5 separate regions of the Mus musculus genome follow, and regions 1, 2, 3 and 5 are each linked to region 4. A link is a contact called in public Hi-C and HiChIP or PLAC-seq data. All regions are on one chromosome and are shown on one strand. Each heading gives the region's core, a stretch centred on a gene start, on an enhancer-like site or on the middle of the called end of the contact. The rest is flanking DNA. Distances are from core to core; before and after follow the strand shown. Region 1 overlaps Gm973 (predicted gene 973). Region 2 overlaps Cdk15 (cyclin-dependent kinase 15). Region 3 overlaps Gm973 (predicted gene 973). Region 4 has its middle 30 kb from the start of Gm39646. Region 5 overlaps Cdk15 (cyclin-dependent kinase 15).

Region 1 (2,700 bases), core at 80-2,579, 830 kb after region 4:
CAATTAGAATTCCTGGATAAGATTTGCTTCCAGATAATGGAAGGCCTGGAGCTAAAGTGCCCTGTGGTTCATTACTGAAAATCTTCCTGAGAACAATGAAGTGAGCACTTTTATGTAGGTCAAGAAACTGAGGCACAGAAAGCTTGGTGACTTAGCAAAAAAAAAAAAAAAAAAAAAAAAAAGGCACCAAATTAGCCCTCACAAAGGTAAAGACTAGAAGAACTACTGGGTTTCTTAGACCAGGGCTTAGTAGCCAGTGAGCTAATGTCATAAACACTGAGGAGAATGCCAACTGCTATAGACTTGAGACATGAAAAAGTAGGTGAAGGGCTTGGGTAGAGCCCCCAGTTGGCAGAGCCTTGCTTGCCTCGAGTGCTTGAAATCCTGGGTTCGATCCTTACCACTGCAGAGACTGGCGCGGTGGCAGCTCAGGAAGCAGAGATGAGAGAAGCAGAAGCTCAGGTTCCTCTTCAGCTATGACGGGAATTCAAAGACAGCCCGAGACCCCATCTCTATCAGGAAGGTAGAAAGAAGTGCTGGGACCAAAAGTCTTAACAGAGACAACAAGGAGCCCCTCTAATGGCTAAAGGCCAACTGTCTCCATCCTGCCCACACCATACAAGTTGCCAGGCGCGCGCACACACACACACACACACACACACACACACACACACACACACACACACACACACACACAGAGCAGTGGCACCTCAGGTGGCAGAGATGAGTGGAAGGGAGCCACATCCCAGTAAGAACGCTGAGCACATGGATGACAAATGCACGGTAGGCTGCAGACTCTTTGTCCCCTGGGAGGCTGGGGGGTTGAGGTAGGATCTTCCCAGCCCTTTGTGGCCTCTGTGCAGGTAGGAGAGGCACTCAGGGGCGGCTGGGTGGGGGTTAGGGGCTGAGTGGTGATGGTGTAGGCGGTGTAGTTGGCAGTGTTTGTAGTGACCTCAGCCCTCACAGATCTCTCTCTTGGAGAATCCAGATCACCAGGAGCCAGCAAAGTTGCAGTCAACCCAGCCCCGCCCCTGTTCCCAATTCTACCTAATTTTAGCGCCATAGGCTGACAAAGGAAGACTCAACTAAGCCCTAGAAGGGACTGACTGGTCAGGCTGCAGTCAACTGCAGTCCCCATTATCAGGATCTGGTTGTGGGGTGAGGGGGTTCAAGTCCCAGCCATTCTCCTCTACACCTAGTAACCGACTTTCTCCCACCTCCACCCCCCACCAGGGTTCAAAGCTCCCAAAGGATAAGAGGCTAAGGCCACAGAGGGGATGTGGTGGTCAGGACTGTCCCTTTTGTTTGCTCACAGGAGGGGACAAATGCCCCGGTGCACAGAGGTTTGATGGGGCAACTTAAAGGACTCCACAGGGTTTCAACAAAGACATCTCCACCGATCCGCCCCTCCTCCCATGCATTAAGATAATGGTGGGGTGTGTTCCCCAACACCCTTCAAATCTTGGCTCTCCAGGCTCTCCCTCCCTCCTCCTGTTCTCTCCCCAAAGCTCAGCTTGCCCACAGGTTCCCAGAGACTTTTGGCAACTGGCTCTCAGGCAGAGTGGAGCTGTGAGCTGCGTGGGAAGCGAGGCGGTTAGACGGCCAGTGTTGCAGCCGACTTAATGAGGGGCAGGAGCTCCTGCCGGAGCCATTAAGCGGCAGCTACAAAAGTGGGGAACCCCAATTAGAAAGGAGTGGGAGACATCAGGGGGAGGCCCCGCAGGACAGATCCTTGTCTTGGGTGACTCTGTGGGACTCATGGGTGGAGATGTAGCTGTTTGGGTTCAGTCATTTTAAAGTGAGATATCCCAAGGTCTGTTTGTAGAGCGACTTGTGACGCTCTAAGAAATCTCAAGAGAGGAGGAGGAGCGCCTAGGGGGCTGTTCTCCCCGAGTCTATAGTTCGGATATTACAACCCGAGAGTACTTAAAGAAATGATAAGCTATTTACTTAATTTTAATGAGCCTCCCCTTTCAGTCGGCTCCCGTGTGTTCCTATGGATATTTGTATGCGGCCAGTCGCTCCCGTCTGTTGATAGCTCAACCAAATCACATTATGGTTACAGCAAGATAATAATCCTGGATTTTCCATGGCTCACTCTGTCAGAGTATAAGATTAGCTCTTGAATTCATTAACAGTCATCTCCTTTTAAATGTCAGATAACTGTTTAAATGCCAAGCACTTGCGCAAGGCGTTCTGTGCAATCCAGATCAGCCTTACCAAATTAACTCGTTCGTCTCTATTGTTTCGGTTACTACAGAGAAAGGCCCCCAGGAGTTCTTAGCAGAACCTCAAAATCAAAATCGTCAAATATTTACAGCACAACCTAGGGGAGGGGGCTGGGTGAGTTGGGTTTTTTTCTCTGAAATATGTCACCTTTCCATCCGTTCTAAATCATTTCCACCAAAGTGTGCACATGAAAAAATAAAAACCAAAAAAACTAAAAACAACTTCGAGCTTCTGCTTCCTTCCAGCCCTACCCCCACCCCCTTTCCCTTCCTTCTAGAGAGCCCTGGGCTCTCCTCTCCTTCCTGACTTTTAGAAAAGGTGACCCTGGGTTTCTCTTTATGCCAATGTGTTGCTCCCAATATACCCTAGAGCTGCAAGAGCCAGTTTTGATTGCTCTACCCTGCAAACACACAAGGGAGCTCACAGGGTCAAGACGGAGCCCAGAGGCTGGAGCAGAGCAGGACTGCAAAG
Region 2 (2,700 bases), core at 159-2,658, 540 kb after region 4:
CTTACATACACCCCACACACACATACACACACACTCACACTTTCATACTCACACACATACACACTCACACACACTCACACATACACACACACACACACTCACACATACACACACCCACACATACATACACACACACACTCACACATACACACACCCACACACACATACACACACACCCACACACATACACACACACACTCACACATACACACACACACACTCACACATACACACACACACACTCACACATACACACACACACACTCACACATACACACACACACTCACACATACACACACACACACACTCACACATACACACACACTCACACATACACACACACACTCACACATACACACACACACACTCACACACACACACACTCACACATACACACACACACTCACACATACACACACACACACTCACACACACACACACTCACACATACACACACACTCACACATACACACACACACACACACACACACATACATACACACAGTGTAGACGTGACTATACACTTGCTGTCTTCTTTCATACACCGTTATAAAGATGCTTCAATAATGTAGCTGCTCTTGCTCTGCTCGTCACCAAGCGAGGACAAGTGGGATGGCTACTCTCCACCCTGCGATGGCCCTTCACACACTTGAAGATTTCTTTTCTACCTAGTTATTTATTATATATGAACATTAACCATATATAGGTATTCTCTGGAGATTATGAGAAGCAAAAAGTAACAGAGAAAAAGGGACTCTGAGACACATGTTTTTCAATCAGAGTAGCATGATGACTGACATCCCAGTGAAACCTATGTGAGCAGATGTGAACTGAGCATACTGTAAAAGGAAACACATGAACATAGCTAATGCACGCTATGCTGAAGTGACACGTGCTGTTAGAATGTTTGTAAAATATCATATTTGAAAAGAATGTAAGTATATTTACAGGTTCCATTAACTTTTTTTGTTTGTTGGTTGGTTTTAGTTTTTCGAGACAGGGTTTCTCTGTATAGCTCTGGATGGCTTCCATTAGTGTTTGGAGAACTGTATATAAACCAAGTTTTTAAAAAACATTTGGAGCCGGGTGTGGTGGTGCACGCCTTTAATCCCAGCACTTGGGAGGCAGAAGCAGGTGGGTTTCTGAGTTTGAGGCCAGCCTGGTCTACAGAGTGAGTTCCAGGACAGCCAGGGCTACAGAGAAACCCTGTCTCGAATAAATAAATAAGTAAAATAAAAATTTTGTAAAATTTAAATAACCACGCACTTCAAAAACAACCACTTTGCAGTTCTTTGTGCTCAGAAATCAGGAAGAGTGGCTTAGATGTTCCCCTGGCTCTCTAGCTGTTGGTCCTTGGTGAGTGACACTGCCACGTGACGAATATTTGTGTAGCCCAGTGCATGCAGGAGTCTGCGCTGGAGTCTGGAGATAAAACACCAGAAAATGAGTGCTGTGCAAAAGCGAGTGTGTCTAACGAGTTCCCCCACGGGTCCTGCCCAGAAAGCCATCTTCATGCCTGTCTTTATCTTCAGCACGCTAAAGTAAACCAGGGAGTTTATTTTGACATTTATGGCAAGTTATTTCAAATTTAAATCAAGTAGGCATCTGAGAAATAATACTGGCCTGGAGTCAGAACTCATGCATTCCGAACACAGCTCTAACTTCGGGTATAACAAAGAACATGACTATACCCAAACTCTGTGAGTCTCGCTGTCTTAAGGTGTGCTTTATTCCCTGGCTTCTACAAACAACATGCAAAGAGAATACTGTAGCTCCTATCATTTTAAAAAAGATTTGTCTAATGTCTGTGATGTGTGTGTGTGTGTGTGTGTGTGTGTGTGTGTGTGTGTGTGTGTACGTGTGCATGTTCATGCCATGGAAGCCAGAAGAGTGCGCCAGATGTTCCAAAGATACAGTTAGATGTAGTGAGCTTCCTGATGTTAGTTTCGAGAGCTGAACCCAGGTCCTCTGGAAGAGCAGAAAGTACTTTTTAACCACTGAGCCATCGCCCCAGCCCTAGCCCCAGTTCCTGTAGTTTTTTTCTTGCTTATTTGGTTGTTTGGTTGGTTTTTTTTTTTTGCTTCGGTTTGGTTTGATTTTTGGTTTTTTGGGACAGGGTTTCTCTGTGTAGCCCTGGCTGTCCTGGAACTCACTCTGTAGACCAGGCTGGCCTTGAACTCAGAAATCCACCTGCCTCTGCCTCCCAAGTGTTGGGATTAAAGGTGTACACCACCACTGCCCAGTGTTCCTGTACTTTTAAATCATAATATTCTCCTCTATTCATCGGCTTTTCCCTTTTAGTTAGTTATTTCTGGAGTCTGAATAGCTGCACGGCTCACCGTGGACTTCCCCCTGTCCCAGGAAGATAGCTCTCTAGTGTTTAGCTATGTATTATGGCCAGATTCATTTTACTCAGGCAGAACTCCAGTTGCATCTCTAGTTCTGTATTCTGAGGGAAAGTGGACAAAATGATCAGATTAGATGACTTTGTTGTTTTTTTTTTCCCCCCATGTATTTTGGGGTAGGGGAGGGAGCCCTACCATGAAGATTACAAGGTAGCTTGAGGTAGTCCGTTTTCTCCTCCTACCATGCTGGTTCCCAGGCATCCAGTCTGGCGACAAGCTGCTTTACCTGCTGAGCCATCTCCGTGCCCAGATTTTGTTGCTTTATAACAACACATCTCAAACACTTGAGGTTTG
Region 3 (2,700 bases), core at 195-2,694, 850 kb after region 4:
GCTACATAAGGACACCCTGTCTCAAAAATCCACACTCTACCGGAAGGGCATGGACACAGGGGAGTTTGCATTTATTTTGTCTCATTATTCTTTTGTGTGTTAACCCAATAGGAACGTGGAAGTGAACTTGACTCTCATGAAGAACCAGGAGGACCCCTCAGAGGAAATGCCAAAGACAGCCAAGGTAGAGTGAGCTGGCGATTCGTGAATCCTTTCACTGGGACTGCCCAGATAGAACTCGGTGTTGTTCAGACCCATTAACAGAGAAGTCTTTCCATGTCCCTTCAAAGCATGAACTGGAAGTTAGAAGCAGAGGCCTCTGTCTGTCGAATGCAAATGCAAGCGACATGTTTTCTGTTCTTCCATTATTTAAAGATTTCTTTCCTGCTGGAGACTGCAGACTGAGACAAGAGTAGAGACTTCGGGGACAGACACAAACCCCACCCCCACCCCAAGCATCCACCCTTCTCCACCTCCTGCTTTCATGGAGGTGTGCATATGCTGGTGAGGCGGCTAGGGTTCCATGCCTACAGACATGCTGGTACGAGAAAGCAGGACCTTCTCTTTAGAGGCCTAGCTGCTGTCGACCAGAGCCCTGGCTGGCAAGAATGCCAAAGAGGCACAGGTCTTTAATCCTAGCACTTGGGAGATAAAGATAGGTAGATCTCTGGGAGTTCAAGGCCAGCCTGGTCTCCTTAGTTCCAGGACAGCCAGCACTACAGAGAGATCCTTTCTCAAACGAACAGTGTGCCTTGGTGGAGGCTTCCTTCAAAAACAAGTTTATATTGATCATGACGGGTGGTAGTAGTTCTAAGAAATACTGAGCCTGGGGCCACTGGGTGTGGAGGCACTCACAGTTCATAGCTCAGAGACTGAATTAGGCTCTCAATGCTTTTGTGGGCACCTAGGCATATTACTACCCCACTGGGCTCTGGCAGCAGGACTGTTCCTTACCCATTATAGCTTCTAGTTTTGGTTTGGTATGGTTTCAGTTTCGGTTTTAGTTTTAGTTTTGCTTGTGTGTTTTAAGACAGTCTCAGTGTGTGACTTTGGCTGTCCTGGAACTCACAGAAATCCCCCTGCCCCTGCCCCCGCCCCTGCCTCTTATTAGCATTAAAGGTGGGTGTCATTGCTTCTTGCAGAAGTGAAAACCCCTTACCTTTCTTTCTTTCTTTCTTTCTTTCTTTCTTTCTTTCTTTCTTTCATTCAAGATTATTTTCTGTATATGAGTACACTGTTGCTATCTTCAGCCACATCACAAGGGCATCAGATCCCATTACAGATGGTTGTGAGCCACCGTGTGGTTGCTGGGAATTGAACTCAGGACCTCTGGAAGAGAAGCCAATGCTCTTAACCAGTGAGCCATCTCTCCAGCCCCACTTACATTTCTAAGGGTGGGTTCCAGGCCAGACAGAAGCCATGTGCTTATTGTTGCTACACAATGTACAGCAGAGGGAGCAAGCGGGCCTGAACTCCAGCCTGGGCTCTGAAACCTAAACCATGTGACTCACAGAGAGGGCGCCTTTTTTCTTTCCTGGCCCCTTAAAGTCACAAGCGAATGCATGCCCAGCTGCAGGTCTGTGCTACTAAACTGAACCTGAACTGTGTAGCAGGCTACAAGCACCTTCACCTCTCCACGCCTGGCATCCTTTTCTGCCTCAGGGACTGGTAAAAGAACTTTACTCTTTAAGCGGTGATGAGGAACGAAAAAAAAAAATGATGTCCCTTAATAAATACCAACCTCAATTTGGACATTGCAGCAAATTAATATCTTCCCTCTGTGGTCACTACCAAACTGTGAAACAACACTGACTCTGCCTCCTTAAGTGGAAGGTTTTGATCTTTCCTGTTTATCTTCCACTGTTTCTTCCCATCCTACTCAAAAATAATTTTATACTGATTTTATTATTTCTAAATGTATTTATTTTTATTTTCTGTGTATGGGTGTTTTACCGGCATGTACGTCTGTGTATCATGTGCATGCAGTGCCTGAGGAGACCAACAGAGGGCGTCAGATCCCCTGCAACCCTACTTACAGATGGTTGTGAGCCACCATGTGCTTGCTGGAAATAGAACCCAGGACCTCTGCAAGAGGAGCCAATGCTCTTAACCGCTGAGCCATCTCTCCAGCCCTATACTGATATTTAATGTCATTCTTTGTGGGTATCTGATAAGAATATATTTTGGGAGTATGAGGCCTAGGTTGGTCAGGATTTTAAGCAAGAATTCTTCTAACATGAGGCTCTGTCACCTCCATGCTCAAAGCTGAGTGACACTAGCCAGGAAAATGTACCCTGATCTTCAGATTGTCCCTGTTGTAAATCACAGATCCAGAATGCGAACCCTGGCAGGCTCCAGCGTCTTAGCCAAGTGCAGCGGGGGCTTTAGGCACCACAGAACATGGCCCAAGCTAAGCCATGACTGAGTCAGTCAAAACAGATTTCCTGTCTCATGACGCCAGGGCCGGCTCCGGCCGAGTCCTCGGAGGTTAGCCAGACATTCTCAATGCAATGAAATGCCACTGCAGAAAGTCACCGGAGGCCTGTGCCTGTCTCAATGACAAATGCTAATTTTTAGAAAGGCTTTCCGGTCTTGGAAGGCAAGAAGAAGGAAATTCCAAGGAAGTGCTTTTAGCTGTTTAAAGAACAATTCTCCCCTTTGGTCTTAATGGTCATGTTGTTTTTCCTACTTTAAATTCAG
Region 4 (2,700 bases), core at 126-2,625:
TCTGTTTAATGGGCCTTAAGTCCAATTAGAGAGCTGTTGGTTACCACCAAGAAATGAGTGCCACCACTGCACCTTTAGGAGTACCTTCCAGAGTTAGCTGGTTGTTATTGTGGTTCATGCAGCAGACAGAGACCATCCTAGAAAACCATAGCTGGCCCAAATACAGAGAATAGCAGATAGTGGGGTGCCCAACCCCAATGGACAAATCTACAACACAACTCCTGCACCTAAGACTGGGGGAACATCACTGAAAGAAGAGCAGAAACATTATAAAAGCCGGGGACTTGCAGCTGTGCTATGAGATTATGTTTCCTAGAAATGACAGGGAAGCTACACCATGATACTTGTAACGGCCATTCCTGGTTGTCAACTTGACTATATCTGGAATGAACTACAATCCAAAACTGGAGGGCACCTGTGATCAAGATCTTTAGACTAGAAGACACAAGTTTCTGACCTGGATCTTGGCATGGAGATCTTGAGGCACAGTGGCCATGAAAAGTTTAGGCCCAGGCAAGGTAATACACACCCTTAATCCCAGAAGACTGAGGCAAGGAGAACTCTGAGTTCAAGGTCAACCTGGGACAAAGCAAGAACCAGATCAGTCGTGATGGTTCACACCTTTAATCTGGGCCACACCTTCTGCTGGAGACCTACATAAGGACCTTGAAAGAAAGATTTGCTCTTCTTCACCATTTGCATTAACTTGCCAGCAAGTTAATCTCTGTGCTGGAATCTACTTCTACAGAACACCAGCTGAAACAACTAGCCTCTGAGTAACTACTAGATTCTTGGACTTCCCATCCACAGCTGCCCATTGTTGGGTTAGTTGGACTGCAGGCTGGAAATCATCACAACAAATTCCCTTAATATATACTTTTTTGTCCTTTTTGCTTGTTTGTTTTTCAAGACAGGGTTTCTCCTGTGTAGCCCTGGCTATCCTGGCACTCACTCTGTAGACCAGGTTGCCACTCTCTCTTTCTCTCCTCTCTACCCAACACACACACACACACACACACACACACACACACACACACACACACACACACGTACATATTTCTCTCCACTTGTGTTACTCTGAGCACTAGCAGCTGTTTTAAATATTTCTCATATGTCAATTCAGTTGATTTTCATAACCCTTGTGTGCAGAAAGTATCAACACAAATGGTATTTTTCAAACAATAAAATTAATAAATGACAAAGCACTGAATCAGGCAATAAGAAACAATTGCCTGACTGGGTGTGATTGAGCCAGGTGTGACTCAGACTTGGGGACTGAGTGCCCCAGGAAGCTGAGGTGGAGGAGGGCATTCCCCACTGTAGTGTCAGTGACTTCCACAAAGGTTTGGAGGAAGGAGAATCATGTGCCCTGAGCAGTTGGCTTCTAGTCCACATTGTGTCTGGATTGGTCAGAAGCCTGGCTAAAACCAAGCTTCCTGGTCTGCCCTGGTGGCAGCAGGAAGAGGCTACCCCCTAGCGGCTGGAGGGGAAGGAGTTAATGTCTATAGAGCACTTGCTTTGTGTGCAAATGTCATGTGCACTGGCTTGCTTCCTGTGGATTACTTCACAAAGGAAGGTGCCAGAGTTCTTAGTGGGAGGCAGATCCATCTGAGACTAAAGGCCAAGCTCATTCCAGGATAGAAAGGCAGGGAGACTCCTTGGGGACAAAAGAAGGGAGGGGATCCCCTTACCTTGTGTAACTGTAAGCCACCCGTGGCTTACATGAACCAGGTACTCCTGAAAGGCAGGCTGGGGCTGAAAGAAACTAGATGGCGAGAAAAGAATGAGGCCAAGACAAATTTTTCTCTGATCAAGGCCCCAAAGTTTACTAAGAGTCTGTGCTTATAAAGAGGGGAGGCCCATCCCCTGCCAATCCATTCTTGGTGCCTGGAGCCAGCCAGTAGGCGATGTGCATAATAGGATGTGTCTCCGGAATGTCTCAAGGGTCTCTCAGCAGGTAGTAGAGTCTCAGAGAAGAGCAGCAGTAGTTGACATAACAATATAGCCATCTAAATTGGAAGGCTACACCCCAGATGATCTCATATTCAGTGGCAGTAAAGTCTGAATCAGCCTGCTTCAAGGCTGAGGGAAGCTACAATTCCTCCCTAAATATATACTAAAAATTATCTGGACTGGGCATAAAAATTGTTTATGCTTAGTCCTGCCTGGGAGTTATGGTGGCTGGCGGCCACGCCTGGCTTGGGAAATCTCAGATTTTCCCGAACAATTTTTATCCTTCAAGAAGAATATATGCAGCTTGTTTGTGTTTATTTTGCACAAACATGGCTCTGTGGTGTATTACTAATAAACCACAGCCTCTTGGCATGTACCTCTGTCTTAGATTGATATAGTTCCGAAATCTGGTTGCCCATCATTGACTGACCAGCTCTTATAGCACACCTTATTCCCAAATCAGACCACAGCCACAATATATACTCAATATGCTTCTTCATATCGATGAATTTCTGCCACCTGCGCTTGCTGGAGGCGGAGCTGCATGCTTGCTGAAAACAGGCTGTAAGGCATTGAAGGATCTGCTTGAAAAAACAAAGTTGAGACAGTTGAAAAACAACAGGATAAAAGCTTCTTTGTGGACGTCCAGGTACTCTATTCAGTTGCAAATTAGCAATGATCAAGCTCAAACTCTGGCCTCCAGGTGTGGGGCAGGTGGCTTTGAGAATTAACAGGAAGGCTGAAAAT
Region 5 (2,700 bases), core at 102-2,601, 560 kb after region 4:
GAGGAAGGGTAAAACCAGCTGCCTAGGACATGGGGGAGCAGGAAACCTGGCTGAGAGTGCAGTGCAGTTCAGGTGAGGGAGAAAGCCGCAGATTCTTGCAGTCCACTCTTGCCATACTTGAGATAGCAAAATCAGGCTAGCCGAGTTATCAACTGCATAAATACGTGTTATCTCAAGAATGCATTGTGTTCAGGAAATTCCAGGGGTGTAGTTCAATAGAACGCACTATAAGATAACCTTAGGATGACAGAGGCAAAGCTATAGTAACCAGAAAATGCTTCACCTTGAGCCTAGGCTCAAAACGTCCAGGTGATGTTTTCTCAATTGATCACTCAGCGTATCTCCAGGGACCAAAGGTTCCCATTCCTGAGTCAGTTGTGGAATGAGTTCTATTAAACATTGATGAAAAAACAAGCAAACAAACAAAGAACCCTGTGGTAATCTTCTATTAGGAGAGCAGTAGCTCTGCCCGCATCTGAATTTTGCTTCACTCAGAAATTTAAATATTCTGCTTTTCCAGTTCAATTTTACCTTGAATTCCAACTGAACTCAGATAAGAGCTCACTTAAGACAGCTGCTGTGGAAGGAGTTGGAGGAAAAGCCGCCCTGGTGATTTATTATTGTCTTTGGAAGAAAGCATTTTTAGAGGCTGCTGAAGCCAGAGAAACAGACCCTCTTGAAATGGTGCTGTGTAAGATGCTTGTTTGTCCATAGCTCTTTCTCTCATTGATCGCTCAAAACTTAACTACTGAAAAAAAAATCAATAGCAAAGAGGCAAGGTCATCTGGCTTGTGGGTATCTGCATGCAAGTGGGAGGGTAGGTCAGAGACAGGCTGTGGGCCTTGGCTCTGCTTCCCAGCAGCTCCCCAACTGACCCTGCCTGCTTTGCTGATGTAGCTACAGAAAAGATGTGGAGAGAGTCTGAATTTCAGTCTATACAGAACCAGAGGGCTCAAGTTCAAAATGTTGTTTGCCCTCCTGGGGTCCAAGGGCATCCATCTGGAATTCCTGAGAGGCTCGTTTGCCCTTGTTACATTCTCTCTTTCCTGTTTTGGGGGAAAAAAAAAAAAAAAAAACCTCACTCACTAAGTAGGAGTCTGATGTTGTGTTCTGCAGTTTTTATACACACTGGTTAATGGACTTCTCACAACAGTCTCCCTGGGTTGCTGCAGTTGCGGAAGTGAAGCTCAGGCAAGCATGTCGAGTTGCTGGCAAGTGCTAGGCCCCGCTTTCTGGGCTGGATCAGCAATCCTCCAACCTTAACCTCACTAGCAACATCTGGAGCCTATTAAAGACATAATAACAGCAAACAACTAACCGATGTGTGGCCCCTCCCAGACCTGTTAAATCAGGCTCTCTAGGGGGTGGAGCCAGGCCGCCTTCTTTTAAAAGCTCTGCAGGTGAGGCCACCCTACCCTGTTGGCCTGCGCCCCATCTCCTGAAACTCTGTTCAAGAGCAAAAGGAAGAGAGGAGAGAAAAACAATGAGACCAGGAGCTTTTGAGACTGTACCACATGCCAGAGGCCTTATCTAATCTTTCCGGATACTCCAAAATGATTCTCATTTACAGTTCTGGAAACTCTCTGTTGCTTCACCAGACAGGTTAAGAAATCCTCACCCCTAAGTCCCAGAGCACCTGAATGGCAGAGAGATTGGAGCTGGGATTTTGTGCTCATGTTACTAAATCACACCATAAAAAAAAATCTGGAACTGGAGAGAGGTCTCAGATGTTAAGAGCACTTCCTGCTTTTCTAGAGGACTTGGGTTCGATTCCCAGCAACCACATGGCAGCTCACACCTGTCTGTAACTCCAGTTGCAGGAGATCTGATACCCTTGTCTGGCCTCTGTGAGCACCAGACACACACACACAGTATGCATACATATGTGCAGGCAAAACACTCATATACGTAAAAATAAAATTAAAATGACAAGTCTCTGGGGCAGAGGGATGGCCCAGCAAGTAAGGGCACTTGCTGTGTAAGCCTGGCAGCCTGAGTTCAGTCCCTGGTGACAGAAGGAAAAAACTGGCTCCCAAAAGTTATTCACCATCTCCACTTACACACCATGGTGTACGTCCACACATATAGTGTGGGTATCCACACACACAAACAAACAAACAAAAGCAAAGGCAATACCTCGAACACTGACTACACAAAACAAACCAAGGCAGATGGTCGCCGTGGGTGGGCAGTTTAGATGAGAGTGGCCCCCATTAGCTTATATATCTGAGTGCTGGGTCTCCAGTTAGTGGAACTGTTTGGGAAGGATTAGGAAGCGCTGTCTCATTGGAGGAGGTGTCAAAGTCATTTGCCGGACCTCTCGATGATTCTGTTCTGTTAGCTGGAAACTGGGATGTGCTTGAATATGGAACCATTTTCTTTTTCTGTTTCTTTTTCTTTTGTCTGGGGAGAATAGTAAAGAGGCAGCAGTAAGCAGTTTGTAAATAAACACTAAGCAGATGCCAGATAATCTTGGTTTTACTAGTTATTTTTAATGTAGGCACAGGCTAGTAAACAGAGTAGCCTTGTACTAACTGACCCACCAAGTACTTAGTACTTGTACTTAGTGCTCACCAAGGGGACTAAACTACTACCTGCATGGTCCCCTTTTGCTGCATCTGATCTTGGAAGCTGAGTTTCCACAGCTTGCTTGCTTGCTTGCTTTTTTGTTTTGTTTTGTGTAGTCCTGGCTGTCCTGGA

The links. Hi-C and Micro-C count contacts between places; a contact is called where the count stands out from the background. HiChIP or PLAC-seq counts read pairs in DNA pulled down with a chosen protein or histone mark.
Region 1: a contact with region 4 is called in an H3K27ac HiChIP or PLAC-seq map of epiblast stem cells, with 4 times the contacts expected there. The contact joins two enhancer-like sites. A contact is called at or near these places in 4 of 115 datasets of contacts at active chromatin or transcription factors (bone marrow-derived macrophages, embryonic stem cells, epiblast stem cells and 1 more).
Region 2: a Hi-C map of the HPC-7 cell line shows a contact between it and region 4, with 5 times the contacts expected there. The contact joins two enhancer-like sites.
Region 3: a Hi-C map of embryonic stem cells shows a contact between it and region 4, with 4 times the contacts expected there. The contact joins two enhancer-like sites. A contact is called at or near these places in 3 of 15 datasets of contacts at CTCF or cohesin (embryonic stem cells, large pre-B cells and pro-B cells), 42 of 484 Hi-C or Micro-C datasets (B cells, the Ba/F3 cell line, the C10 cell line and 25 more), 5 of 115 datasets of contacts at active chromatin or transcription factors (astrocytes, embryonic stem cells, epiblast stem cells and 1 more) and 1 of 9 other capture datasets (embryonic stem cells).
Region 5: a contact with region 4 is called in an H3K27ac HiChIP or PLAC-seq map of embryonic stem cells, with 2.1 times the contacts expected there. The contact joins two enhancer-like sites.

The regions. Positions count from the first base shown.
Region 1 is chr1:59,590,967-59,593,666 of GRCm38.p6, forward strand. The region is part of intron 10 of Gm973 (predicted gene 973); the gene reads left to right. It overlaps Gm39648 (a long non-coding RNA gene), which reads right to left. Exons shown (of 3, transcript XR_865454.2): 1 at 710-2,700; 2 at 402-512. Among named protein-coding and RNA genes, the nearest start is that of Gm39648, 3.9 kb to the right of the region's middle. Within about 2 kb of position 1,330, at least 32 of the 459 cell types and tissues checked have an H3K27ac peak or open chromatin away from gene starts, as enhancers often do. A contact at or near this core is called in epiblast stem cells, where this site is marked.
Region 2 is chr1:59,304,878-59,307,577 of GRCm38.p6, forward strand. All of the region lies in intron 9 of Cdk15 (cyclin-dependent kinase 15), which reads left to right. Among named protein-coding and RNA genes, the nearest start is that of Cdk15, 49 kb to the left of the region's middle. Within about 2 kb of position 1,409, at least 1 of the 459 cell types and tissues checked has an H3K27ac peak or open chromatin away from gene starts, as enhancers often do. A contact at or near this core is called in the HPC-7 cell line, where this site is marked.
Region 3 is chr1:59,607,622-59,610,321 of GRCm38.p6, forward strand. It overlaps Gm973 (predicted gene 973), which reads left to right. Exons shown (of 19, transcript NM_001357842.1): 11 at 112-184. Among named protein-coding and RNA genes, the nearest start is that of Gm33833, 11 kb to the right of the region's middle. Within about 2 kb of position 1,445, at least 51 of the 459 cell types and tissues checked have an H3K27ac peak or open chromatin away from gene starts, as enhancers often do. A contact at or near this core is called in embryonic stem cells, where this site is marked.
Region 4 is chr1:58,760,171-58,762,870 of GRCm38.p6, forward strand. No RefSeq gene overlaps it. Among named protein-coding and RNA genes, the nearest start is that of Gm39646, 30 kb to the right of the region's middle. Within about 2 kb of position 1,376, at least 105 of the 459 cell types and tissues checked have an H3K27ac peak or open chromatin away from gene starts, as enhancers often do. A contact at or near this core is called in the HPC-7 cell line, embryonic stem cells and epiblast stem cells, where this site is marked.
Region 5 is chr1:59,321,375-59,324,074 of GRCm38.p6, forward strand. All of the region lies in intron 10 of Cdk15 (cyclin-dependent kinase 15), which reads left to right. Among named protein-coding and RNA genes, the nearest start is that of Gm51625, 46 kb to the right of the region's middle. Within about 2 kb of position 1,352, at least 65 of the 459 cell types and tissues checked have an H3K27ac peak or open chromatin away from gene starts, as enhancers often do. A contact at or near this core is called in embryonic stem cells, where this site is marked.